Regions from separate parts of the Triticum aestivum genome. Here region 1 is linked to region 2. The links are chromatin contacts, called in public Hi-C maps. All regions are on one chromosome and are shown on one strand. Each heading gives the region's core, a stretch centred on a gene start, on an enhancer-like site or on the middle of the called end of the contact. The rest is flanking DNA. Distances are from core to core; before and after follow the strand shown.

Region 1 (5,540 bases), core at 1,955-4,454, 680 kb before region 2:
AAATCAAAGAACGAAGATAGAACGTGCTATGGGTATAATCCTCATGTGGAGGTACTACCTGGCCTTATAAAATCAGAGAGGCCAAAATCGATGAGCTTCATAGGAGAATGTTCATCTCTAGTACTGAATAGGAAATTCTGTTCAAAATCAAGCATGGAGTCATAAAAAATAAATGGTTGTATTATCAGCACAGAAGAGATCAACAAAGACTCCACATACCTCTGGCTTAAGATCACGATGAACAACACCCTGAAGATGGCAGAAAGCAACTACACTTAATATCTGTTTGATGATAACTTTAGCATCATCCTCAGTGTACCTCCCACCTCTGGAAAAATAGGAAATTAGTAATAGTAAGAGCTATGTTTGTTTTTGGTACTAAGAAATGTTTCTCAAGGAAAATGTTATACCTGGACAAAATTCTGTCCAACAACTCCCCACCTTCACACAACCTAACCAATACCAGGTGCACAAAACATCAATAATCATGTAATTTTGCATAGAACTCAAGAAATAAGACAATCCATTTAGCAGATAGAAAGTCCTTTATCTACAATGAGATGTTGCAGGTTCTGATAACAACATTGTACGGATGCAAAGTCAACAATATGTGAGGGGAAGAAAGCAAACATACTCCATGATGATGTAGACGTTAAGGGCATCCTCACATGCATCATAAAACTTCACAAGATTTGAATGCCCAGATAAAGCCTTCAGAATTTTCACCTCTCTACGCACATCCTCAATAGATATTGCTGTCGTCATCTGCTAGAGAAGAACAAAAGGTTGAGATTACTTTGTAAAGAATAAAATGCGAAACTGGTAGTCAAACAGCCAAAGAAAGTTGTCCATAACCTAACGATCTAGACAAGCAAACTTGGCGCTAACTGAGATATCTTCATATTGAACTGTTAAGCTTAATGAAGATTGCCTGGGCATTAATTAGCTTCTAGCAACAAAAGATCAAGCTGTCAAGAGAATGATGACCATACATTATATGATTACAGGGAACATGTTTGTATTAGATGCAAATGAAAGAGCGATATGTGATGACAGGGAGCGCAGTTATATCAGATGCGAATAAAAGAACGACAATATGAAAGTGAGAGATGCATTAAACTTGATAGATACGTCAAGGGTTCAAATAGTTGATGTAAGTTGGCTTCGACAAACGAGGACACTATAGCAAGCCAAAAAAAGTCAGTAATCAATACAAGTAATAACGGTCGGAAAAGAAAACGACATTTACGTGCATGAGAAACATCAATGCCGGCATGCACATGTACGTGTACGTAGAGTTCAGTTAGCTGTATTGCATACTAGTTTTATCAACAGATCCTAGCTAACACCAGGAAAGAAATAATATGAAACTAAACATTGTCTTAATTTTCTTGAACAAAAAATATCGAATACTATTAGTCCCTGCAAGGGCAATACAAGTACTCAACTCATCACAATATCAACATAATCTCAAATTCAGCACCCTAATAATGTAAAAGATATGTATACCTGCTTACATGCTAGATGTCAAGAAAAACATCAAGGACTTGGAAAACTTAAAAAAAATACTGTCTAAATCAATACTATTGCTCCCTGGAAGAGCAATATAAGTAGGAAGGTTGATCACATACAGTTGGGTGCCTCCCATGCCTTACTGTTATCTATTCTTCTAGCTCTGATCATACTAACAAAGTGCCACGATGTGGATTTGATAACTACTGAACTCTTGATAGTAACATGTAGTTATGCACTATATCCACACTACTCCAGCTAAAATTCTGCCAGTATTTGACAAGCTATCAGGGGATCTCATAGAGAAATTGGTCACTTCTAATCCTGTAACCAAACACTGCATAAGCTAATCCCCTGCCTGTTTCTTACAAAAAATAAAAAAGAACAACAAAACAAGAACAGGAGTCAGATGGATAAACAGTGAGATCAAAATAGAAGACAAAAATTCAGTGCAGCATCACTGCAACGGCATTTCCATAATGTACTTCTTACTTTCAAGGAAATGCCAATACCCTGTTCATTATGCAAGGCAGACAAAGAAAACGAATGATTAACTTATGATTGCAATGTCTGTGCTAGTGGCATTGCCGAGTTGCTGAATTCTTGCAAAAGCAACAAACAATTCATTGTAGAACAAGTGAACAACTGAAAGGATCACACGGCATCTTAATACCAAGCAAGATCTAAGTTGGTAGAAACTGAGACAATTATGCATTTAGGAGAGAGGAGTGCGAGATCAAGAACGGGTTCGACCTTGGCTTTGGAGATGACCTTGACAGCTAGGACTTGACCTCTCATGTCCCCCTTGCGGGCACGCGCGAGACAGGTGTGGCCGAAGTGGCCGCGACCCACCTCCTTTCCCAGTTCGTACTTGACCGCGAAGTGGCGGTCGTAGCCGAAGCTCTTGTCGAGCTCCTCCTCTCCTCCGCCGCCGCCGGCCCCTTGTTCGGGGATCGGGGCCTCCTGCGGCGGCTTAGCGGGCGGCGCCTGCGCAGAGGTAGCAGCCGGGGAGCGGTGGCCGAGGCGGCGCGCCAGCGACGCCTTGATGTGCTTGGCCGGAGACGGCGGAGGGAACGGACGGCGGAAGAATCGCCTGGGCGTGGACGCGGAGGTCGCCGGGGACGGCGCGATGCCGTCGGGGAGCGGGCTGGCGGCCCAGGGGCTCCCTGCGGCCGCCGCCGAAGTCCTGGCCGGCGTCACCCCCGCCCTGCTGCGCGGCGTCCCCGCCGGCGACGGCCTGCCGCTCCGCCTCCCTCCCGTGGCCCTCTCGCCGGCGGGCTCCTCCTGGACGGCAGCCGCGGCAGACGCCGAGACGGAGATGGTGGTCGTGCCTCCGCCACCCTCGCCCCCATCCCGGCCGTCCGCGTGTATGTTCTTGGCGTAGCACTGCCCCATGGCTCCCCCGGCGCCGATCACCGGAGGCGCGACGGCGAACACGGAAACGGCAGGAATGCGGCGGGGTTTGGGGCGGGTCGAAGGGGAGCGGGGGGCGGAGGGGTTGGGATTTATAGGACGGGGGCGGGGATGGAGTATGAGAGGAGCGAACCAAAGTATTAATGCGGGGAGAAGAGATGAGACAAGAAATGGTAATGCGCGTGATGAATTGCTGGCTGGCTGAGCAGGGGTGGTAACGTACGCGCCTGCCCTGCTGGCTGGCCGCGGGCGCGGCGGACGGAGGAGGAGACGCGACGCGAGGGGGGGCGGAGAGGAGGACTGACTGAGGAGGCAGTCCAGTCGGGACTGAGCGGATGGTTCCTCTGACAAGCGGGTCCGTAGGCGTGCAAGGGCCCAGACCCGCAAGGCAGCCGTACGTTTTGTTGGTTGCTCCTGTTTCCCTTTTTCTCGTACGTATTTCCAGGGTTTTTTATTTTTTATTTATGGTAATATGTTTCTCATTAATACCGTATAATATAAGGACCATAATAGCTGGCGAACGTTCGCTGGGAGGGGTCAGCATTTACGAGCCTTTTAGCTAGCAAGTTTAGTTGTATAGGATGGAGAATTTTTTCAAAAACACATGGCAATTCCTTGGAAGAAAGAGATTTTGCAACAAAAAGGACAGAAATTGTGTCATCTCCTTCTGGACTTGACAAATTTGGCCTCTGAAACGCTCGTAGGCGCTCACGGGCGCGTCCACGAGCACTAATCGGTCATTGCTCAAATCGTGTCGTCCACATCCGTATATCTCATATCCGGTCTTCTATATCCATACTAAACTATGCAACGTCAATCAAACTACATAGGTTATCAAACGGAAAAAGATCATCAGTGGATCTTCAAAAGACCGCTAAAGTTCACATAATGCACATAAACGACGGCAACTACATCTAAAAACTTGAAATTATAGTGAAGAAAGCAGATCTTCACCACTTCCTCGCCGGCCCTTTTCCCTTCCGGTCCCAGGCGCACCTATAGGAGTCGACGACTAGTGGAGGATCATTTGAGTCGTCATACGAGGCACCGCCGTTGCCGTCATCGTCGGAGAAGGAGGAGAGGACGATGAGCCCTTTGAGGCACCGGACGGCCCGGTCCTACTCCCGCTTGAGCTTCGCTAGCCGAACCGCCTCCGTCGCTTTCTCCTTGGCCTCGCGCTCGGACTACTCGATGACAAGCCGGAGCCCCTTGGCGTTTTTCCAGCGGAGCCGCCGAGCGTCCCTCTCCACCGTCATAAGTGACCGACGGCAGACCCAAGCGAGGAGCTGCTCGTCCTCGGCAGGCTCCACCGGAAACCTGCGGCGGCGGTAGAGAGATTTCTCCAGCGCGTCCCTCTTCCTTGCCCGTTGTCACTCACGGTGGGTGGCGGGCGCCTCCGATTCTGGCATGCGCGCCCTGGGCAGACACAAGCACCCGCCACTGCGCACGTGGGGGAGCAGCAGCCGGCGGGAGCAGGGGACATCATGGGGGAGGCACGGACGGGGCAGGCCTCATGGAGCTACGCATGGGCCGAGAGGAGCCAACGACGGCATCCTCGCGACACCGGCGGGAGGAGAGGCGAGACGACATATCCAAAACTGGCACCCGTGTCCACCTTCAACTACTCGATGGCAATGCGGAGGGTCGGCTCCTCGTCGGCGTCGAGGTCGGAGTCGGAGCGGCTGCCAGATCTCGACATGGTCGCCGGAGTCGTCGGACTGGATCAATTGGAGAAATCGGAGAAGGAGAAGAAGAGACAAAGCGAGAGCGCAATGAGGTAGGGTTTCCGGATTGAGGATATTTGTGGGGACAGAGTGGGGTCAGGGTGGGCCAGGTTGACATGGTGGATGCGTCCGGGCATGCCCGGGTCGCCCCATATCCGCCCTAGATTTGGGTTGGATATGAGGGGCGCCGGACAGCCCGGGCGTTTGAGGCCCGTTTGAGACGCCCGTCTGGGTCGAATTTTCGTGATCGTTCAGTGACCGGGCCGTCCGCCCGGGCGTTTGAAGCAGGTTTGGGGCACCCGACTGTAGGTGCTCTAAACTTGCCACAAAAGAAGGTTCCTTTGTTACCCCCCCCCCACCCCTTCCTTCTCAGCTGACATTTACCTAATAACATTTTCATATAATAAAGATCAAGTTACAAGCCACGTAAACACCAACCTAACAATACTGAAAAGTCAATCGAACTCTAGCCTTTGTATAAAGGACCACCATACCTGCCAAAAATTAGTACACAATAAAAACCAAGAAACCCCTAGGTTTGACGCCAAGGCCTGTCACCTGTCTCCGACACCACCAATACAAACATTAAGAGAAAATATGACCAACCATTTCTTCACTCGAACTCGATGCGGCTCAATTGCTCATATGTAGCTTTTTAGACCGCCAAAGTAGCTTACCAAAGGTAAAGTCATTACCCCTAAAAAAATCTGCTCAGACAGCACCCCGAACATGCCATCGAACTCCAGATCTAGCATCCCCGCTCGACAATGATGTGGGAGAAGGAAACCATACCTCCCGGTTGCCAACCACGAACCCAACAAATGATCCACCATCTTCGAGTTGTCGTTGATGCAGTCACTGTCTACATCCACTCCTGCACTAACTCCCGAG
Region 2 (5,437 bases), core at 2,715-5,214:
GCAACAGTTTGCGGTAGGATGCAAAGATAACAGCCCTGGACAATTTTCAAGCATGTGTATGTATTTTGTATTTTGTACCATGGAAAATTTATTGTATATACCATGGCAACTGTTATTTTCGTACCACAACAAATTCTTATTTGTATGCAACATGTCGATTTTATATTATATTACATATATTTTTTTTTATTGTGTCATGGCAATTTCTATGTGCTTTTTTTATTCGTGCATATGAAATCATGATCATGGTAAACTCACTATTTATATGTTTGTCCCACTTTTTTTTCTTGTTCCTTGATATGACATTTTTTTGGGCTTGATAAATTATGTTTTTGTTGTTGGCATTTTTATTATAAAAGACCCTGAATGGGCCTAACCGTTTTTTGGGCCAGATTTTGCGGTCGCGCTGAACAACTTTTACGAAGACATTTGCTCTTCGTGGCCATAGCATGCACGATGAAAAAAAATTCATGAACAAGAATTCCTAGGCCCCACCGGTACTCATGGTTTTGTTGATTGATACATCCAGGAAACCAGCTCCTATAAGTCTTCGGCAGCCGTTGGGTTCTGCCTTCCATGGGGTTTGCAAAATTAAGAGTTGATGGGGCGGTTTCAGAAAGGGAAACGTTTCCCTGCGGTGCGCCGGCCGAGCGTTTCGACCGGTCGCGTGCGAGTCGGGCGCGTGGAAATCAGATCGTGCTGGATCCTTTTTACGCACGGGGTGCCATGACCACGGCCCATGTGGGCTGGCTGGCCCACGCCGCGTCTCGCTAGCCTTATCCTCTTTTTGCTTCATGACGACGGCGAGCCGCGGCGACCTTGGTGATGTGCGACAGAGGCGAGGCTCCGCCATGGCCGTTGACGCCGCGTGCTGGAACAAACGCCCACCCATGCTGGAACCAGTAAGACCTCGGGTGCCGGAACCGGCATCATTTTTGGCTGCAACCTATGAGTTTTTTTGCTGGAACCGGCATCCCGTACAGACTCTTCTCGTTCACTCATTCATCCCCTACCTTCAGCGAGCGGCCAAAGCAAGCCGCCGAAGAAATCACCTCCGCTTCCTCCCGAAGAACCCTGCAACTCCGGTGACCCTCGACTGGACGGTGGCGGAGGCATTGCAGAACCTGCTGCACGCGCTTATGCTACAACCACTAACAAAAAGCTTCAAACGAGGTGAAAAAAGCTTCAACCAGATATATGAAAAGCTGCAAGCAGTCATTGCCATGGCCGAATGCTACAACCGTTGACATAAAATGCTACAACCTTTGATGAAAAAAGCTTCAACCGAACGAGAGAGGAATATTTCACCCAGGCGCTGCTCAAAACGAAAAAAGTTTCAATCGTTTACAGAAAAGCTTCCACCGTAGAGGGGAAAAGCTTCAACCATTGAGATAAAAGCTACAATCTTATCAATTTTTTGCTACTACCGTCTGTGCCTTTTGCTACATCCATTCATGTGGCCATGGTGCTTTTTTACGACTAAGGTGTGACCGGCGATGACGAGGACGACATTTTTGTTGCAACATCCTCGTTTTTTGCTACCATTGGCGATGTGTTTTGCTACATCTGATTAACATTTTTGCTACAATGGCGGCGCCGATGGATTTTTTTGTTGATACCGTTGTCTTCATTTGCTACGACTGACACGGGAAAATGCTACCACGGGGCATCTCTGTTTTTTGCTGAAACCAATCATCGGTGAGGCGGAGCTGCATCCATGGCACTCCGACGAGCAGCGCAAAAAGGTTTCAACCAGCAAGCAGAATTGCTGGAATCAGCATCTATAGAAGCTGGAACCTGCGATTTGATTTGCTACATCAAGGGAGTGGTACAAGGCGAAGTGGAGTCGCTTGTTTTTTTGCTACATCGAGGGTTCTAAAAAGCTACAAACGTTGGGTTGTTTTGCTACAACGGCGACATGTGGAATTTGGTTACTCAGGGAAGAAGACGACTGCGGTGCCTGCATCGTGCACCCTGCGACGAGCTCGACGGCAAGGATGGACGGGGTGGGGGTGGCGCATCAGATGCTACAACCGTGGGGCGGGGAGCTTCAACCGCTGCCAACGGAGGCTCCGTGTCAGCCATGGCCAAGAGCTTGGCGGGTATCCGACCATGATGGAGCTCGTCGACAACCGACGGTGGGGGTCGGCGACGAGGGACAACCGGCGGTGAGAGGAGATGAGGAGGCGAGGCGAGGCGAGGGGGCAGCGTGTGCGGGACGGCGCCCTCCTTCGGTCCTTCCTCTCCCTTTCTTCCGTGCGGGAGGTTGAAGATGGGGTGCGGGGGAGGAGGAGAAGAGATCTGACGGCTGCGCGCGTGCAAATCAGACGGATCTGGGCTGACCGGCCGAAAAATTGGGCCGGCGCGCCGGTGCAGAGCGCTGCCCTTTCAGAAAACACCAAGCTTGGAGTGATTGGTGTGGTCTGCAGAAACAACGATGGTTTATACTTGAGGACCTCCGCCAGAGTTTTTGATGATGTGACTGATCCGGCAACTCTCGAGGCCTTAGCGTGCAATGAAGCTTTAGCCCTCGCGAGTGATTTGATGCAAACTCAACTTGTTATCAGTTCGGATTGCAAGAAATCGTTGCAAACATAAGAAAGACAATAGTGGGAGACATGACCATATTATATGAGAAATTCAGATCATGTCTTTGGAGTTTCACTCTTGCTCTTTCGTGCTTGAAGAAAGGGCCTCGAATACCGAAGCACATAGCCCCGGCAAAAAATAAAGAAAATTAAGGCACATAGCCTCGCTAGACACACACTTAATCTTGCGATAGGTGGTCATCTCTGGCTCCTGCAGCCCTCTGATCTAATATGTGTTCCTCAAAATAGTATTGATCAACAAATAAAGTGTGTGGTTAGCCTAAAAAAATTGGGTCGCGCTAACTGCCACACGTGTGGTAGGAAGGGAGACGCACCACACATCTCTAATGTAAACAGATTGCCACATCATCGCATGCATGCATGTAGGAATCTTTTTGGATTTTCAGTTTTTAAAATGTTTTATCTCTTAAACGAAAAATCCGATTAAAAATCCGTTTTCACCATTAAATCCCTCGTGATGAGATCTTCGAAACTAGATCCCATGTTGATATGTTTTGATGAAATTTCTTTTTGATTAAAAGTTGACATGTCTATTGCATATGAATTGCCATGATGTTTACCTTGAAGTTGCCATGATATGTTTCAGTTATTTTCTTCTACATTTAAACGTAAATTTTGACATTTATAAAACGGGGAATTAAGAAACTAGACTTGCCATGAACCATAAACTAAAATTGCCATGATACATGCACGTAAAATTGCCATGGTTCATACAAAAAATAATTTTTATGGTCAAAGTACTGGAGTTGCCATCATCAAAATATTAAAATTGCCATGATCTACAAATTAAAATTGCCACATGACAACTTTAGTTTAAGCCCTATGGCAACTGCAGTGTAAACATCGTGGCAACTTCTGGCAAAAAAAAAATTCATCGAAACATATCAACATGAGGTCTAGTTTTGAAGATCTCGTCGAGACGGATTTAATGGTGAAAACAGATTTTTAGTTCGCTTTTTTATTTAAAAGATACAACATTTTTAAGCCGAAAACTAAAAAAAATTCTGCTGATTTTATCTATTCATACGTGACAAAATGAGTGGTGATGAAGGCGTGTTGGCGATGTGCAAACGCCCACACGTGTGGGTGTTAACATTTCCGAAAAAATTTGCTCGTTCATGGAGGAACAAAAGATTCGGCGGAAAATTCCCTGGAGTTAACATTCTTTAGATATAGCGGTCCATTATTATTCTTCTAAGAAAAACGACAACACACAGAATAAGCTGCTATCCATCTACACCAAAACTGTCGTCTCCCAAATATTGCGGTTCATTATTATTCTTTCCAAGAAAAACAACAACGCGCAGAATAAGCCGTTACTCACTTCCGTCTTTATAAAAGGAAAACGAAAACGTACGGCTGCTACTAAGAATCGAGAAGACTCAGGTGCCAGATTTGCCTCGCCTGCATCCAGTTCCACGCGCGCTCCGCTTCAGCTAACCGGCGATGGGAGCCGGAATTACCGCCGGCGCCACCGCCCGCCTCGTCGTCGTTCCGCTCCTGCTGCTACCCCTACTCCTCGCGCGCGGCGCCGAGGCTGTCAGCCTCTGGCGGCCGCCGCCGGAGGCCGGGCTCCTGGGCTCCGCCCCAGGCAGGTTCCTGACGCAGGAGGAGCACTGGATGAGCCAAACCCTCGACCACTTCTCCCCCACCGTTAAGTACCCCCTCCGCTTCTCTGTCCCTTCAGCCAGTTGCCCCGCGCTGTGGGGATTTCTGTTCAGCCATGTGTCCTTTTATCTGTTTGGGTGAATTTCCAAGAGTCGGCTGTGGACACTAGAAGAACTAGATAAATTTGTGCAGTCGATAATGCCGAAAAAACGCTAGAATTTTGTACGAATTCTGCGTGAGCCACGTCCATTACTGGTAATGCCGTTTACTCTTGATTGAAGGCTCACATCAGTTATGCGACCATGAACCTGAGTAATGAACAATGAATGTCTCAAAATGCATCGAATAATAAAAACAGATCAGTGTTGAGGACAGATGCCTCTTGTTTGCTTGCCAGTGTCACCCCTGTAAGCTCGGTGGATCGTGTAGGTTTTTCTGTCGACTCAGATCTATGTGAAATTTGTGATCCTGTGGGCTCACTGCACTACACTGTCAACAGCGGCTTTAGTGACACATGAATTACTGTACAACAAAGCACATGGTTATTTGTAATTCCCTGTTTCACATCTGACTCATGTAGTCCCAAATACTACTATGTTGCATGGTGAGGATTGTTCAGTTATAGTTTTTTGTGTGCACTAGCCCCGAAATATTTATCTTTTTTACTGTGCAGGATCATCGGCAATTCAAGCAGCGGTACTACGAATTTCTCGATTACCACCGAGCTCCAAATGGCCCGGTCTTCTTAAATATATGTGGAGAAGCTTCATGCAGTGGGATTTCTAACAACTACTTAGCTGTGAGTTTATTATTGCATTGCTGCATGCTCTAGGCATGATTTGTACTGTTCACATTTCATGCAGTAACTCCATCTGTTATTGATAACATACTTGTGGGTTGGATTGTGTACGTAGGTGATGGCCAAGAAGTTTGGCGCTGCTTTGGTTTCTCCCGAGCATCGATACTATGGGAAGAGTTCCCCTTTTGAGGATTTGACGACAGAAAATCTAAGGTTCTTGTCATCAAAGCAGGCTTTATCAGACCTGGCTGTTTTCCGCCAGTATTATCAGGTGTGCATTTGCTATATTTGTTTTGGCGTCCTTATACAACACCTGTGCATGTACTATATATTGACCTAGCGCCCCGTGGAATACACATGTTCCTATTCCTTGTAATAGTTTGCATCGCCCATGTCCAAACAAATGTTTTTCGTAACTGAG

What was found. Hi-C and Micro-C count contacts between places; a contact is called where the count stands out from the background.
Region 1: a contact with region 2 is called in a Hi-C map of leaf, with 7 times the contacts expected there. The contact joins the promoter of LOC123048611 here to the promoter of LOC123048593 in region 2. A contact is called at or near these places in 2 of 5 Hi-C or Micro-C datasets (both in leaf).

What each region holds. Positions count from the first base shown.
Region 1 is chr1A:324,185,777-324,191,316 of IWGSC CS RefSeq v2.1, reverse strand. It overlaps LOC123048611 (CDPK-related kinase 3), which reads right to left and starts at 3,204. Exons shown (of 11, transcript XM_044471679.1): 1 at 2,266-3,204; 2 at 635-765; 3 at 411-452; 4 at 220-328; 5 at 59-137. The coding sequence starts at 2,907.
Region 2 is chr1A:323,507,454-323,512,890 of IWGSC CS RefSeq v2.1, reverse strand. It overlaps LOC123048593 (probable serine protease EDA2), which reads left to right and starts at 3,964. Exons shown (of 14, transcript XM_044471675.1): 1 at 3,964-4,262; 2 at 4,891-5,016; 3 at 5,132-5,287. The coding sequence starts at 4,056.